2 separate regions of the Columba livia genome follow, and region 2 is linked to region 1. The links are chromatin contacts, called in public Hi-C maps. All regions are on one chromosome and are shown on one strand. Each heading gives the region's core, a stretch centred on a gene start, on an enhancer-like site or on the middle of the called end of the contact. The rest is flanking DNA. Distances are from core to core; before and after follow the strand shown.

What was found. A called contact is a pair of places that touch in the nucleus more often than the background predicts.
Region 2: a Hi-C map of crop shows a contact between it and region 1, with 3 times the contacts expected there. The contact joins two enhancer-like sites. A contact is called at or near these places in 2 of 2 Hi-C or Micro-C datasets (crop and liver).

Annotation. Positions count from the first base shown.
Region 1 is chr7:23,245,275-23,252,852 of bColLiv1.pat.W.v2, reverse strand. No RefSeq gene overlaps it. Among named protein-coding and RNA genes, the nearest start is that of ATP5MC3, 69 kb to the right of the region's middle. Within about 2 kb of position 3,537, at least 2 of the 3 cell types and tissues checked have an H3K27ac peak away from gene starts, as active enhancers do.
Region 2 is chr7:23,415,779-23,423,356 of bColLiv1.pat.W.v2, reverse strand. No RefSeq gene overlaps it. Among named protein-coding and RNA genes, the nearest start is that of LNPK, 73 kb to the left of the region's middle. Within about 2 kb of position 3,621, at least 1 of the 3 cell types and tissues checked has an H3K27ac peak away from gene starts, as active enhancers do.

The DNA.
Region 1 (7,578 bases), core at 2,288-4,787:
TGAGCAGATACATCAGAGAACATCTAGAGGGGATTTTATAGACAGTCATGGGTCAAAAGCCCCAGGTCAACACTACTAGTCTTTGTCCGTTCTCATGCTCACTTCTGCTTTTCTTATTAGAAGACCTCATGAGCATGAAGACAGTCTTTCTCTTTAAAAGCCATATGCATTTCTTTATGTTTTAGCAGATCTTCTGTGATGGTAAATATTTCGTGTACTTTTTTTTAAAGATGTGTTTGCTTGCTCTGATTCCCTTTTGGCTGTGCCCAGCAGACTGCAGGTTCAAGTCCTTTTTTCTTAAATTTGGGGGTGTGCTCACTAAACTACATGACTAATGAAGTGCAGTCAGGAACTGGTGGCCTAGCTCTTTGTGGTAGGGTGTTGGAAAATGAAATGAAAAGAATGCAAAAATTTTATCATCACATCCCACTTGGGAAAAAAAAAAAAAGCAACAATTAATGTGTTATGATTCAAGATCATCATTTGCAAATGTCTTTTGTGGATCAGGAGGACCTTCAGGCCATCAATAACCATGCTTTTTTTCTGTTATTGCCTAGGACTGCCTGGCCTCCATAGCTTCATGCACTGAATAAGAACTTCCCAATATTTAAAGATCTCCTTTGCCTGTTTGGAATCTCTTTGTTTGTTGTATTTTATTTGAAAGATGGTGTTTGACTCTTTTTTTTCTTTTCCTCTTTCCAGACCCTGTTCATATTTTTAATTAATCAAAACCTGCAGACTGCTGTTGTGATTTCTGTATTTCTGCAAGAACCTCCTCTATGATTTCTGCAAGGTCGCACACAGTCCAGCTGAATGGGAACCCAAAGTCTGCTGCCAGTGACTTCGCTGAGATCTCAGAAGGGTGAAGGAAGACAAAAATCAAGATAGATCTTGGCTACATAATGCTGGCTGCTGGAGGAAATACATATGGAGGGCCGGAACTGGAGGTGGCACAAGATGTGAGTCAGGGCAAGTACCTGTATCATAAACTGGTTTGAATTAAAGGATCAAAACCTAAGATAAAATCTAGTATAATAAAATGGGAAACACAGCAAAGGATAGGGCAAAATATATTCCTTGCTGTACCTCAGCTTCAAATTATTATTAAATGTGTACCTCATGTTGAACATGACCCTGACATACACTGGACAGGTACACCACGACTTCTCTCACTGCCTGTGATGGTTCTCCCGATAGGACAGGGCTTGAAAAAAATAGAAGGGCAAGTGGTAGTTTTTTAAATGTATATGTTTGTATTTAAAAAAAATCTGAAAATATACTTCATCACAACCTAATCACTTCAAACCAGTAAACATGGAAGATGTGTGTATATATTCATATCTATGAGTAATAAGAATGTAGTTAATAATTGTGCCTACAGTGCTATACTTAGCCATTACTTCCTTGGCACATCTTAAACCAAAGCAGTTTGCACTGTTCTGACAGCCGACAGGACACAGCAGCAAACATCCCATCACAATATTGGCACTCTTGCTTGCCCTTGCTGAAACCTTGCATGATTGTGCTGTACCAACTGTGTTGTCCAGAAGGCCATCATGAGTTGATCTTGTCATTTTGTGTCCTCTGAACCCTCCCAGGTCACACTGCAGGGAACAGAGTGGCCAAGGGAAGTCAGAGTATTGTGCTCATGATGAATTTGGCCCTTTATAAAAAGAAACTGGTATCCCTCTTTTCCCTCTCTTTCTCTCCAGTAGAAAATTTTCATTTTCAATCCAGTGGCTCATACAAGTCTCCTCATCTTTTTATTTGAAGCTCTCAGTCTCCAAATGAAGAGCAAAAGCTAAATTATACAAAGCAACATAAAAGGGATGCCAGTTATGATTAGGCTAAATTTAATGCACTCTCCTGTATATGTTAATGCTTTATGTACAGCTATGCATGCAGCTTAAAGAGATAGATAGAAAATAGCCTGGGAAGTAGAAGAAAATGAACTTCATAGCAAGAGCTGTGTTTCCCCAAATGGAAAGCATTTAAAGATTGGGAATTGCCTCTTTCTTTCACCCATGTTACCCTCCCAACTCTATCAGCCAACTTTCTGCTAACCCTCCCTCTGCTTTTAGTTATCAACTTGCCTTTTTTTTTTTTAATCCTGTTCGTAGGAAAAGAAAACAAGCAGACAAGAATGAAAAACAGAATTAGATAAATATCTGGCAGCATTTCATGAGAAGCGTATCCTAGAGAGAGCAACAACAATCTAGATAAGGTTCAACTTTTCTTTTTGCTTGCTTTAAGTGTAGTTGTTTGGCAGCTCCACACTTCCCGCGTATGCTTTGCAGTTTATGTATAAATATAAACTTTCTCCCCTGAGTATCACCCCACAAAGAAACAAATAATAATAGAAAAAAGTTTGAGGAAGATATCTGTAAATTATGAAAATTGTACGCATCCACAGTAACGTGTTTTGTAGAAAGATTTTTAAAGCAGCCTTTTTACTCTCACGTATAGGAAATGTAAAATGTGATGGCTGCTTTTTTTCATAACCAGTAACTGTAGAGGTAGGTATGAGGGGATGGGGAGGGACAAACAAACCTAAAGATGACAGATCTGTACAGAATGTTGTTAGTATGCCAGATCTTATTACAGAGCAGTGGGAGGCCTTGTACACTACGTACCAGCTCTATGGGGACCTCCATATTTAAAACAAGATGAAAAAAATGTGATTTGAAAAACCCCTCATGGGCAGCCTTCAAAGGCACAGACAGGTTCTGACTGGATTAACATTTATTGACTGTTTAAGCCTGCTTTTTTGCTTCAGGACAGAGATACATGAGTTTAATTGCGGAGGCTGTTCTGCCAACTGATCACCAGAGTGGCAACCAAAGCTTTACTAATCGGTCCTTCATTAAAGAAAAGTCTCTATTACAAAACAAATTAAGCATGCTCTGATCCTAACCTACAGGTCCAATAGCATTACAGCAAAGTTTAAGCTCTTAGAGCACTGAAAAACTTATTAAGGTTTAGTGCTGAGATAGCACTTTTGTATTGATTTTACAATACACAGGTATTATGATTTATGGAGTGCTAGTGTCACTCTAACAAGCTGAAGGACACACAATATCATCTCCAACATCATTAAAATTCAGAAGCCTCTAGAACTAACTCATCAACCACTGTATATTGTCACAGACTATAGAGCTGTATTCCAGTTGGAAAATGCCCTAAGCTTTCTGGACAGTTGTCTTCCCCAATCATATAATTAAAAATAAAAATGTATTTTAAAAAAAAGAACCAAAACTCTGTGCATTAAAAATTAACTAACTTCAAATATCTTGTTCATATAACAAAATGGCACTAATATTTACTATCATTTATAACATAATGAGTTTTTCTGCCTTCTGTTGCCTGAACGCTAAAGTACCAGTATTATATCTGTTGGAAAGAGCTGGCTAGTCCAAACGGAAAGAGGAAGGCTTTGACACGCTGAGTGAGAAAAGCCATGCACGATTTTACTTCGTTCTGTATCAGGAATGTTAAATTTTACCGAAGTTTGGGTCCTCACCCTGCCTCAGACCAAAGCCATCCCTCCCTCCCAAGCGGCTGCTCTTGCTCCTTTCCTAGGGGGAAAAAAAAAACAACAAAAACAAAACCAAAACGACAAAACCCGGCGCTCCGGCTTTTAAACGCGCAAAAAGCAGCGCCTGATGGCAACACAACAAAGCCGCTGCGAACAGCCGCACGCAGACAGAACCCGCGGCCCCGGCCCCGCGCCCCTCCCCGGCCGCCGCTGCGGCCCCGGCCCCGGCCTCGGCTCGGCCCCATCCCTGCCCGGCCCGCGGTTCTGCGGTGCGCTGGAGACCCCTGTCGGCGGCGGGAGGCAAGGGCGGCGGGGAGCCGGGGCCGCTCTGCCGCGGGCGGGAGCCGGGCTCGGGGCGTGGAGGGAGTCCCAAACATGAGCCACCCCAAAGTACATAGCTGAACATTCAGATTTCTGCTGTTAAAATGTTTCGTATTTGTTTGTTTGTTTGTTCGTTTCGGTTTTTTGTTTTGTGGGTGTTTTGGTTTGGTTTTGGTGGGGTTTTTTTCAGGTGTGTGCCTGCCCTTCCCGTAGTGCGGCAGTCAAGCCTAGGCTCTCGTTGCCCCGTGTTGAACTAGTAATGCCAAGTCAATATTTTTACGACCGGTGAGGGAACATACCGAATAGAGGCACAACTTTGCCTTTCTTCTAGTGATATCTCAGCACAGGAAATCCTCGATCTGGCAGTGTGTAGCCCGGCTCATTGAGAGCATGCAGATTACAATAGTATCCACAGCGTTGGAACAGATCTGGGTTAGCTGAAGGAATTTATCTTGGCAAAATCCTGTTTTATTATCATGCGTGGCATAAGTACTGCCTAATTGTGATTATATAAATAAGAATACTCAAGCCTGCATCCCTTCTGTGTTATTATTTGTGCAGCCCACATGTGGTCATTTACACCAGCACTACCAAATTGCTTAAAAATGGGTGTAGGAATCACTGTACAAACCGCTGGAGTACCAAACCCATTTGTCTTTAATAAGGTGATCTAAGATGCCGGGTATTATATAATAAGCATTTTTTTATTTTGTACAGTGATCGCTGGTAGCTGTTATTTCCTGCCTCAATTCATGAAAAGTGTTATATCATTTTATATATATATGTCTTTGCTATACAAATATAATCAAATATACAAACATGCGTTCTGCTGCCGATCTTTTGTGTGCGCAGCTCCCCATACAAGCTGCGGGAATGTTTCATGTGAAAGGACTTCAAAGTCAGGCGGTTGGGTAGTTAAGCTTATTAGAAAGCAGGCTTTATCTGAGGAGTCCCAAAGTGTCCTAAATTGAAAGAGCCTTGTGGTGTGCCCGTGCTTCTATTTGGCATATAAATATTCATTTTTCTCTCAAATTCTGAGATATCTAAATAGTTTTTATCTTTTAATTGATTTTAAAATGTAATTTAAAGATATAAAATTCTTCCTAAATTACTTTTCTAAATAATGTTAAATTGTAGCTCATATTACTTTTATCTTAAAATTCCTCAGATTTACTTCTTACGCTGATGTAAGTCTTAATTCAGCCAGGAGTGTCTCTTGATGTCAAATTGCACTATTGCACAGAACAGGTACATTCAGTGTAAGCAAGATCAGAATCACTTCATAATATGTGGGTAGCACTTGGAAGTAACTGAATGAAAACCCCCACAAAAGTATAAATTAGCATTTCTGTCTGCTGAGAATGGCAGTTCCCTCCTTTTTTTGGATCTCTTACAAATCTACTAAAAATCCTACAAGACTCAAGTGGTCCTGCAAAATGCTACTCCACTGTACAGCAGAGTAAAATCTAAAAGAATAAATTATTTTAAGTCTTCTTAAAATTACAACAGCATATATATCAAAAGGATTAGATGTTTCCCAAATTGATGTAAATATGTAGTAGTCAATGGCTTATTAGAGTGAAGTTTTTTTATACTTTGTTGCTTGTATCTTTAACAGCATATTATTTCTAGGGAAGGAAGAAAGGGCTTTTCTTTCCAGTATCACCAAAGCTGCCTGATTGCAAAACTGAATCAATCCTAAAATTAAAATTAGGAGGCCGGATCAGCATGAAAGCAATTGTGTTATAAGTCAGCGTTAAGACGTTATTGATAGAAAAGCTAATGCAATACATTTTCCTCTGTCACAGGTTTCTGGCCCAAAGCAATTTGCCAACTAGCTAACCACCTCAGCATAAACACGGGGGAGCCCCCGCTGGGCCCTGGAAATCCCGCTTGTCTGCAAGTGCACAATATACAAGGCAAATCTCCATAAAGCTCTTGCCACAGTTGAATACAAACACTCCTCAGGTCCTGCTGTGACTTGGCACACCCCGCTGGACAGCTGGAAACTGCGAGGAAAGGAGCTGCTGCCAATAACGGGTTACAGGGGATTGTCAGCGCAAAGTTTCCTGGAAACAGGCAGCGACTGACATTATTATTTTGCTGGAGGATATTGATGCGAGATATAAGATATATACAGTGCTGCACGGTTGCATTTGATATATATTTGACAGGGTATACAGTAAAGCATAGTACTTCTCTGGTACGATCTGTGTGCTTGAGCTGAGACTTAAACCCTGAAAAAACAAACAGAATTTGTCCCAACCTTACACTTTCCCTAACATAATTCTGGAAATCAGATATTGCTCTAAATGTCATTTTATTACATGTATCAAAAAGACTGAGCATACTAAGGGTCACGAATGTGTACCTAACACCTTTGCAGCTGCAGTTTACTGTAGATAGATTGCATACAGTCACTCTTTCATTTTTTTCTTGGAACCGCTTGCAATGAAGTGCTACTGGCGATCATTAAAAAAAAATTGCTCTTTTTATGTAGCTTGAATATACAAAATGGTACTTATCTGCATTCCAGTGTAAAGAATGCTTGGAAGACAATTCAATGATGTAAATGAAATGGCTAAATTAGAGATTGGCATACTTGATCATCATTAGTCTAATGTAATATAATTTTTAATGTTAAGAAGCTACATTTTCTAGCCCTGAATAAAAGCCCAGTGTTCTCTATGTGTTATAATAAATTAATGCAATAAAACCAGGTACACTTATCCTGTAAAGAAGCTTATTAACCAGACTGCTAGTGCTGCAAAATTCGGCATACAGTAAACAATACTTTTTTTGTTAGAATAATGACGTACAGTTTATTCTTTTATACTGTGCAGCACTTGGGGACCACATCCATTTACCAAAATAATACCAAATTAGTACTGCAAATATTGAAATCAGACCTTTCAGACTAACCAGTGGCCTAATTTTCTCTTCAACCTGCTCTTAATCTCAATTCATCAATAACACTGCCTTATTACAGGACTTTGACAGCGAGCTAGGGCTTTTGATAAATTATACATCTCAAGCCAGATTTAAAATTTGAAGCTCAAGTGCTAATTATCTGTACAGGCCTAGTTAATAACGAGATTTCTTGTTAAGTATCTGATCACAGCATGGGCATCATTTGTCAAGAACCTCAAGTCTACCTTGGAGACTAGCTCTTCGAATTCTCCCTTGCCTACCATATGTAAAATTGGGATCTTTGTTTCTATAATAACCTTTTATTAGGAAGCTGACATAATGATTAAGTTTGCTGTAGACACATACAACGAGTTAGACAATTACCCTTGCTGCTTTAAACTACTCAGGCTCCTAGCAAGACAAAATAATTAATATTGAATTTTAATTTGATGTGTTCCACATTTAAACCCCAATTTGCAAAGTACACCTGGAAGGCTGCCGCTGTTTCCTTGCAGTTTGTGCTGATGAAATAAAGGCTCCTGCCGTTTGGATGTAAAAGCACAGAAGGCATGATGCACCACAATCACTTCTCAGTGGAGCAAAGAATTTTCAAGCATTAATGGGAAAGGTAATTACCTAGGTCTAACTTTATAGCCTTTTCTCTAATGAAACTATAATCTCCCAGGCCTACATGGTTTAAGCATTTACATGATTTTAACGATTTCACTGCCATAGCAGTTGTCACACGTGGTAGTTTAAAAATTCAGTGCCTTAAAACAAAGATGCTAATTATATTTCTATATTTTTATTAT
Region 2 (7,578 bases), core at 2,372-4,871, 170 kb before region 1:
GTTGGTGGCACACTCCAAAACACACATGTATATACACACGTGTATACAGATATGTGTATGTATATGTATATATCTTCTATGAGATAAGCACACCACTACTAGGAGAAGGGAGCTAGCCTGTTCAGGAGTCCTCAGGACCTGTAGGCACAGAGATGTGCATCAGGCTGGGACTGGGACTCAGTTGGGGAAACTTCCTGGCAGTGGCCCGGGTCTGGGCGATATCCCAGGAGATCACAGCCAAGGCTCCTCACTCTCTCCAGATCACAAGTTAAAACAAATGAAGCCAGATGGGAAAATATTGTTAAAGCTGTTTTGCTTCCAGACTTTTATTTTTATGGTATGCTGTCATGATGTGAGGATATGTCAGGGTGTCAGAAAGAATAGGGCCTGCCAAAAAAAAGAACAGTGGAGGACTGTTCTGGGTAGAGGGAGAAAAACCTGGCACAGGCTGTGTTCGTATCCTTGACCAGTGAAGTCACCTCTTCTTTACCTGTTTGTTTGGTTTTTTTTTACATCACAGCACAAGAGAAAATGAACATATGATGATCAAAGATTTCCTGTAGTGAAGCATTTCCAAATTGGTTGATTCCCAAATTGCTGAGTTGGGAAAAGTGGTGGTCTGTGAGGTGATGGTCTTATTCTGCAGCACAGGTCACTCTCCACTCTTTACCTCACAAAATTCGATGTCGTAAGAACAGATCCAAGCAGGCTTAACAATTAGTAAGATGAAAGGAAAACTGATAGCATTTACAGTTAAGTGTGATGTATTGCATTTCACATGAAGGCAGTTGTCATAAGCAAGAAACTTTCTTTCCATATTCTATGTCAGGATGTGTGGTTTCCATAATATTCTACTATAATTTTCATATATGTATATATTTAAAGACAATCCTTAGGCAAAAGATTTTGTTTGAGTTTTACAGCTAGCCGATACAGAGATAAAAAGTAGTTTGACATTCAGTAGAAACCATTTGGTTTCAGAAGCAGCAGAAGTTCCCTATCTACAAATAAAATTGTCTATGTGTAAACCATCCATGGGAGACAAAGAGATTTCTCTTGACAAGGATCACAGAGATCATTGCTGTTACAGTGTAAGTTTTCAGAAAAGAGCATATTTATTCTTTTTCACTTCACATACACAAATCAGAAACATACTATCTGGGCTCAAACTTCGGAAAGCTTCCCATAAAGACAGTTGTAGTGATGAACAAGATCGAGTTAGTGGGTTTTTGCTTTGCTATTTCAAAATTGTCTAGTACATCAAGATTTCCAACAAAGCAGATTACCTCATCATTATCAGTGTACATTACCAGCTTCATGCTGGATGACTGCAGCAAATATCCCCCTCTTGATGGGATGGCAGACATCTCCTTGCTGCATGGTACAATAACTGGTGTTGATTTTCCTGTTTGGCAAATTTTAGCCTTGGAGTAAGGAGTTAAAATGACAATAGGGGCTGGCCACCAGCCTGCTATCAAAGCAGTCCAGAAAAGATAGACTTAGCACGTTTCCAACATCCTCTAGCCTGTTTCAGCACTTTAAAGAAAACAGATGCAAATGTGATGGCTTTTGCATAGGGCTTTACTTTTGTATTGCAGCTGGAAATTGTGTTTTTATAGGGCATACACCACATTAGAGTCTTTTGTGTTCCACAGTAATAGTTTTGGTCTTTATCACAATGCGGCTATCACATAGTCTAGGAATTTAGCTGAGTTCTTGCAGTAGCTTAACTTTTTTATTGACAATCAGAAAAGAAATCTTGGTGTTGTGGCAGGAGCTGATCTTAGTCTTGCAGTTTATTGGGCAACATTCAAATTGTTTGTACAGCTCCATAGGTATTCTGGATACTTTACAGACAAATATAAATGCACTCTCTGCCCCAAGGAATTTACCCTCAAAATGCAAGGTGGCACAGGCGTAGAAGAGTAAGCAGAAGATGGCTGGGAGGAGGACTGGGACTAAATCACCAACTTGTAGAGCAACATTAGCATCAGAATCGTGAATACCCAAGTCACCAGAAAAGCTGCTCTTTATGTGGATTGTGTTCTTCTTTTCTCATTAAATATTCAGTTTTACAGTGATGTTAATGTATATGAGACCATGTAGGTGGCAGTTGCTGGAGGTCTGAAGTCGCGGGTCAGTGTACTCATCACCACACTCCACACTCCAAACAGCCCCGGGTACCAGGCATAAGGCAGCAGCGTTACCCCGAGCATACTGCTGCCACATTGCTTCTGTGTGGGAACACTCCTTCTAGGAGGCAATGCCAAATCTTCCAGTTGACATGCTGTACAAAACAGTTTTCTCTTTGTCACTGAACAATTTCAAGGATACAGTCAGGCGCAGTAGGACTGTAATCTTGTTTATTCTTCGCAGACGCTACATGGCTCTCTAAAAGCCTTAGAGATCATCACCCCCTTGTTATCATAGCAGGTATGCACCATGTAATCTTCCGTACTAATTGTTGGGAAAATGTGCTCGGTAGTCCTTCACCAGCAGAATCCCAATTGCCAAGGTAATTAATAGTGTTACAGACTTCAAGGCCATAATGCTCATCAGTTATTAATTAGCAATTCATTTTGCTGAATAAATAATACTTATGATTGATGATGGAACTTGTAATTGGGCACTAGTAGTGTTTCTCAGGGGAACAGCTTCTCTGCAAGAATTAACTATGACAGTAACAGCTCAGAAACCCAAGATCATTTAAGAAAATCTACTCTAAACAACTGTGACACAACCAAGACATTTACATTCAGTGTTGGAAAAGTGGAGCTTAAACATCAGAGACTTGCCTATGGCAACCAAATGCCACTGTTTTTACCTAATTTGCTTATATTTTGCTTCGCTTTAAGCATTGCCTCCTTATAAGGAAATGTCCTATATAATTTTATGGCATGCATTACATAGTCTTTATGAGCTTTCATATACATCCTTCACAAATCCAGAAGATAGTATAATAAAGGAAATACTTTCCCAAGCACTATAACCCATTTAAAAGGAATTTGCTCAGATTTAATCTATTTCAGATTAATAGATTGTGGAAAATCAATTTTATTTTATATTAGTTGGCACTACCTTTTGGCATAAATAAAATTGAGCTTAGCCCTCCACCCCCAGAATGGAAAGGGAAGCTGGTAAATAAAGCAAATAAGCTGTTAGTTTTAACTGGGTAGTCAACAAAGACAAGTACGGGAGGTCAGCTGCTGACCAGATGCTGCCTTCAATTAATATTCCAACCCTAAAAGACATTTATCGTTCGCTTTAGAAGGGAGAGCAGCTGAGTCATAAAAGCAGCCCACAAAAGATATTTTAAAGTATTTATAATGGCTAAATCACTTGAAACAAATTAGCCCTGAAAATAAACATATTTTGTACAGTCTATGTAAACCAAATTTCTTCTCCCTGTAAATTGCTTGAGCTAAGTGGGAGTTTTTGTTTGACTAGAGCATACGTTTGCTTCATTACTACATGTGGGTTATTTTTTTTTCCTTTGAAAAGGGTTAATAAACTATAAGATATCATTGCCAACTAAATGAGTCCTGCACCCTTTTAAGGGAGGAAGATGCTGCAGAAGAACAAGTTAAAAAGATATGCAGAGACTACGGTGTAACGCTAACAGACAATTAACAAACTCATGGGTGTTAATTATCTTCATACTGTATCATGTTCAATTAGCTCAGCCCCTGCAACAAAGGCAACCATGAGCAATTGCTTTGATAGGCGTACAGTACTTCATTTGTAGTTAATCGGTTTAAGCCTTGCAGTTGCTAGGCTACACCAGTCTCCAGAGGTAAAAACCTGCACAGATGCACTATGTTTAAATGACTACAGAGAACTGTTTAAACTCAAACCATGTATAACTCTTTATTGATTTTTCACAGAAGATCTCAGCTCTGATGATAAGGTTTTGATATATTTTCCTGCTACAGCCAGTTCCTTGGAGTATTGCAGAAAAAAAATCTGTCAATATGCTTCTATTATGATCTCTTGATCTGTGGCTATAAAAACCTTTAGCCGCAGCCCTTATTATAAAATAATGGAAGAAGCAATATTTGATTTTTTTTCTTGCTTTTTTTTTTTTTTTATCCCCCCACTCTGTAATACACGGTGATTTTTTCCCAGTGCCTCTAGAACTAAATTACAGTATGTTCTTCCTGTATTTCTGTGTTAGAATAATACAGAAGAATTTCTGGCACTAATTAATTTGATTGACTCTCAGCAGGAAAGGATCAGCTGTAGCATCATGAACTTTAACAATAACTACCAACTGATGGGGAGTTCACATCAATAAGACCATCACTAGCCTCCCTCACCTGTCACCAGGCAGGGAATGAGCAATAACCACCCCCTGCAGATGCACTGTTTAGCACTTTCTGCCCGATTAGCAATTTATAATGGTGATCAAGAAACAGTCAGCGGCAAATCAAGACAACTGTCTGGCTGCCTGTTTAATTGGCCTTGTTTGCTTTTTGATAAATGGCTCGTGACTGCTATAGGCCTCTGTATTTTGACTTTTAATAGGCCACTGTGATTAGACTACCAACAGATACTAGGTCAAAACTGAGGGAAGGTGCAAAAAATGTTAATTAATATCAATAATAGGCAATTATTAGTTAGACAGAAGGACCTACTAGCTGCGTGCTCTAATGACTCAGAGCTAACTTGAAGGGAAACAGTGCCAAATTAGCATAACTGTGTATGCAGGCTGCATGGTGGATCCTAGCAAACATCTGTTACGTGAGTAATTCAAACAGAATTCTTCCTTTTTGCATGATACTCACAAAATCGTAATTTTTTTTTTTTTCTTTTGGTCCCTAATGATACCCTAGTGGTTACTGATCTCGCAGTTGGGCTTTGGGTTGGTCCTTCATATCACGAGCTAAACAGTAAAAGTTAATTTGGGTGTGTTTTTCAAGATTTTTAAGTTGGTAACTCGTGTATAAAGGCCTCTAATATTGTACTTAGAGGAACATATGCTGAAAATCATCTTGCTCCAAGTGCTGCTCCTACTACAATTAACTTTCCCACCACTTTGTTTCTTTCAGGAACACAAACAAGCAAACAATGATGGGCACTGAAATATTTGTGTGCTTGCTATTGCTGATCCTCTGAATATAAACATGATAGGATATGAGGGTCAAAATTATTACATATGGGGGTGAGACAAAGAAGTAAAGGAGTTTCTCTGACACAGTTTTGTGTCTACTTTTCTGTGGTTGTTTTCAGGATATTAGGAATGTCACCTTCATTGCAAACATGAAGCAAACAAATCACACACCAGCAAAGTGGAAGCACTTCACTTAGAAGGAGTGTTTTAAATAAATTTTATACAGAAAAGTAACTGCTCTAGATTTTAGAGGACAAATTATCCTTGCAAGCTTAAAACTCTAAGTGAGTTGAACTCCTTTGATGGGAGAGGTTAGAGGAAACTTGTTCAGAGTGTAGTAACTTATAAGTAGTTTTATTACACCATTGGTATAAGTGGCTTTCTCTTTTTTCCCTGAAATGATTAGAACTCTTTTTTTAGTAGAGATGGTGATAATATATGCTATATGATACTGTTCTGCCTGTTCTTCTCCCTCCCACCTGCCCAAACATCTGCATGTCTGTGGTTGGGCAAGGAGTTAGTGAGAGCCAAGCTCTGATATAGCTTTACTCAGCCTATTTCTAAGGCAACTGCAGTCCCCACTAATATCGATGTGAAATTGATGGGAATTCTGTCATGGCTGAAGAAGACACATTGATGCAAACAGAGTCAAGGCCTCATTATCAAGCCCAGAAGAAACATCTGTGACTGCTGGCTCAGGGAAGTGCTGCAAGTCTCTGAAGAGGCTCGTCCTGATGGACGTAGAAAAACAACCTCTTGTTAAGGGCCACATCATTATATAATATCATTCCATTTATCTATCTATCTATCTGTCTATCTATCTATCTATCTACCTACCTACCTACCTACCTACCTATGTATCTATGTATCATCTATCTCCTTTCCCAAGTGTCACTAACCCCTGATTTATTCAGTCAGTAACATATACAGCACCAAGATCAGGTTGATGGACTGTCTAATCTGGACATGGTCTGGCTCTTGAAACTGAGTACCACTGAATTTCTGCTGATATGATCTGATATACTTTACAACTGTTTGGAGCAGGAAATGTTTGTGCAGAGCTTTCTTTTGGTATTTCAAAATTATTATATGGCCTATATTCTAAAGTTAGGGGAAAAAGCAAGCTCTCAGTAGCTGAGAGCTCACTTCTGGTGACAAGATGAGAGGTATGTTGTTTCAGATGTCTTAAAAACAATATTTGGGAAAGAGAACATGCTCCTGGCACATCTTCTTTTGTAGAATTCAGGTGTCTGACTGCTGAGAACCTGCAGTGCTGACTGACAGAGGAGGGAAAGATGTGTTTCGTGCTTAGCAATGCTTAACTTGTCAAGGGAAATCTTGGTGGAAGCTGAACCCCTCTATTCAGAGAGAGGAAAATGCAGGGAGCCTGCAGATCACTGCTTGCAGGATTGGAGCAACAGCTATGCATTACCCTGTGTGGGGTGTGCCTCAGGAAAGGGCAGATGGCACATGGAAAATTAGCAAAATCAGAGGTCTGGAAAGGAAGGGAAAGTTGGGTAGCGGGTGGTGTCTGGTGCTACCTTCCCCCTCCTCCCCTGCTCATCCATCCCTCCCCAGCCAACTTGAGTGTGCCTTGTGGAAACCGCTCTTGGCTTCCAACAAATACAGGTGGCAGGGAGCATAAATGCTTGTTTTCCACGTTTTTACTTTCTGACTGTCCTCTGTTGTTCAATAGCTGCCTTTTAGGGTGCCACAGACCTTTCTACTCTTGCCATTTGGCAGGCAGTGACACATGGAGGTGTCTTGACTTCTCTCTGCAGCCTGATGCTTGGCAGCCGTAGGTCTGTGAGGGCTCACCTGGGCTAAAAGGGGACAATAGTAGCCAAAAGCAAAATTACCTCCTCTTGTTATGGCTGATTTTCAATATTGCATTGCTTATTTGCAATAGAACAATACAGAGGGGCCCCAAGACAAGAGTGTGGTATAGTGCTGTGATGAAAATACCTGTCCCAAAGGGTTTAAGAGCTAAACTTGCAAGGTGGAAAGAGTTGTTTTCACTTCATCGCTGGAAGCAGAAGCAAGGAGCGACAGTAACTGAACCAGGCTTTATTTGCTTTCCTATCTCCTGAACTTCAGCCCCAGGTCTTAGCTACAGAACTGTCCTCATAAATACATCAAAAACTTCCTGTAGTATTTAATATATATATATACTTAAGCAATGTTTAATGGGCGCACTTATCACTTATAATCATATTGTTTTTCTACTATAACTAACATGCATAGACTTCTAAAAATTTTTACAGTAAATTGAGAATGAAAGATGTGACTTTAAAGAATTATCTCCCCACCTTGAGTCATCTTCATTTTCTGTTTTACACTGAGGCAAGGAAACATTGGGAATCATAAGAAACCACGTCAGCTAAGTGTTCCAGGCAGTAATGGCTGCATTTTACCTCATAAGGAAGATATTTTACTGCTTGTCTATTCACTCAAGTACTTTGTACTTA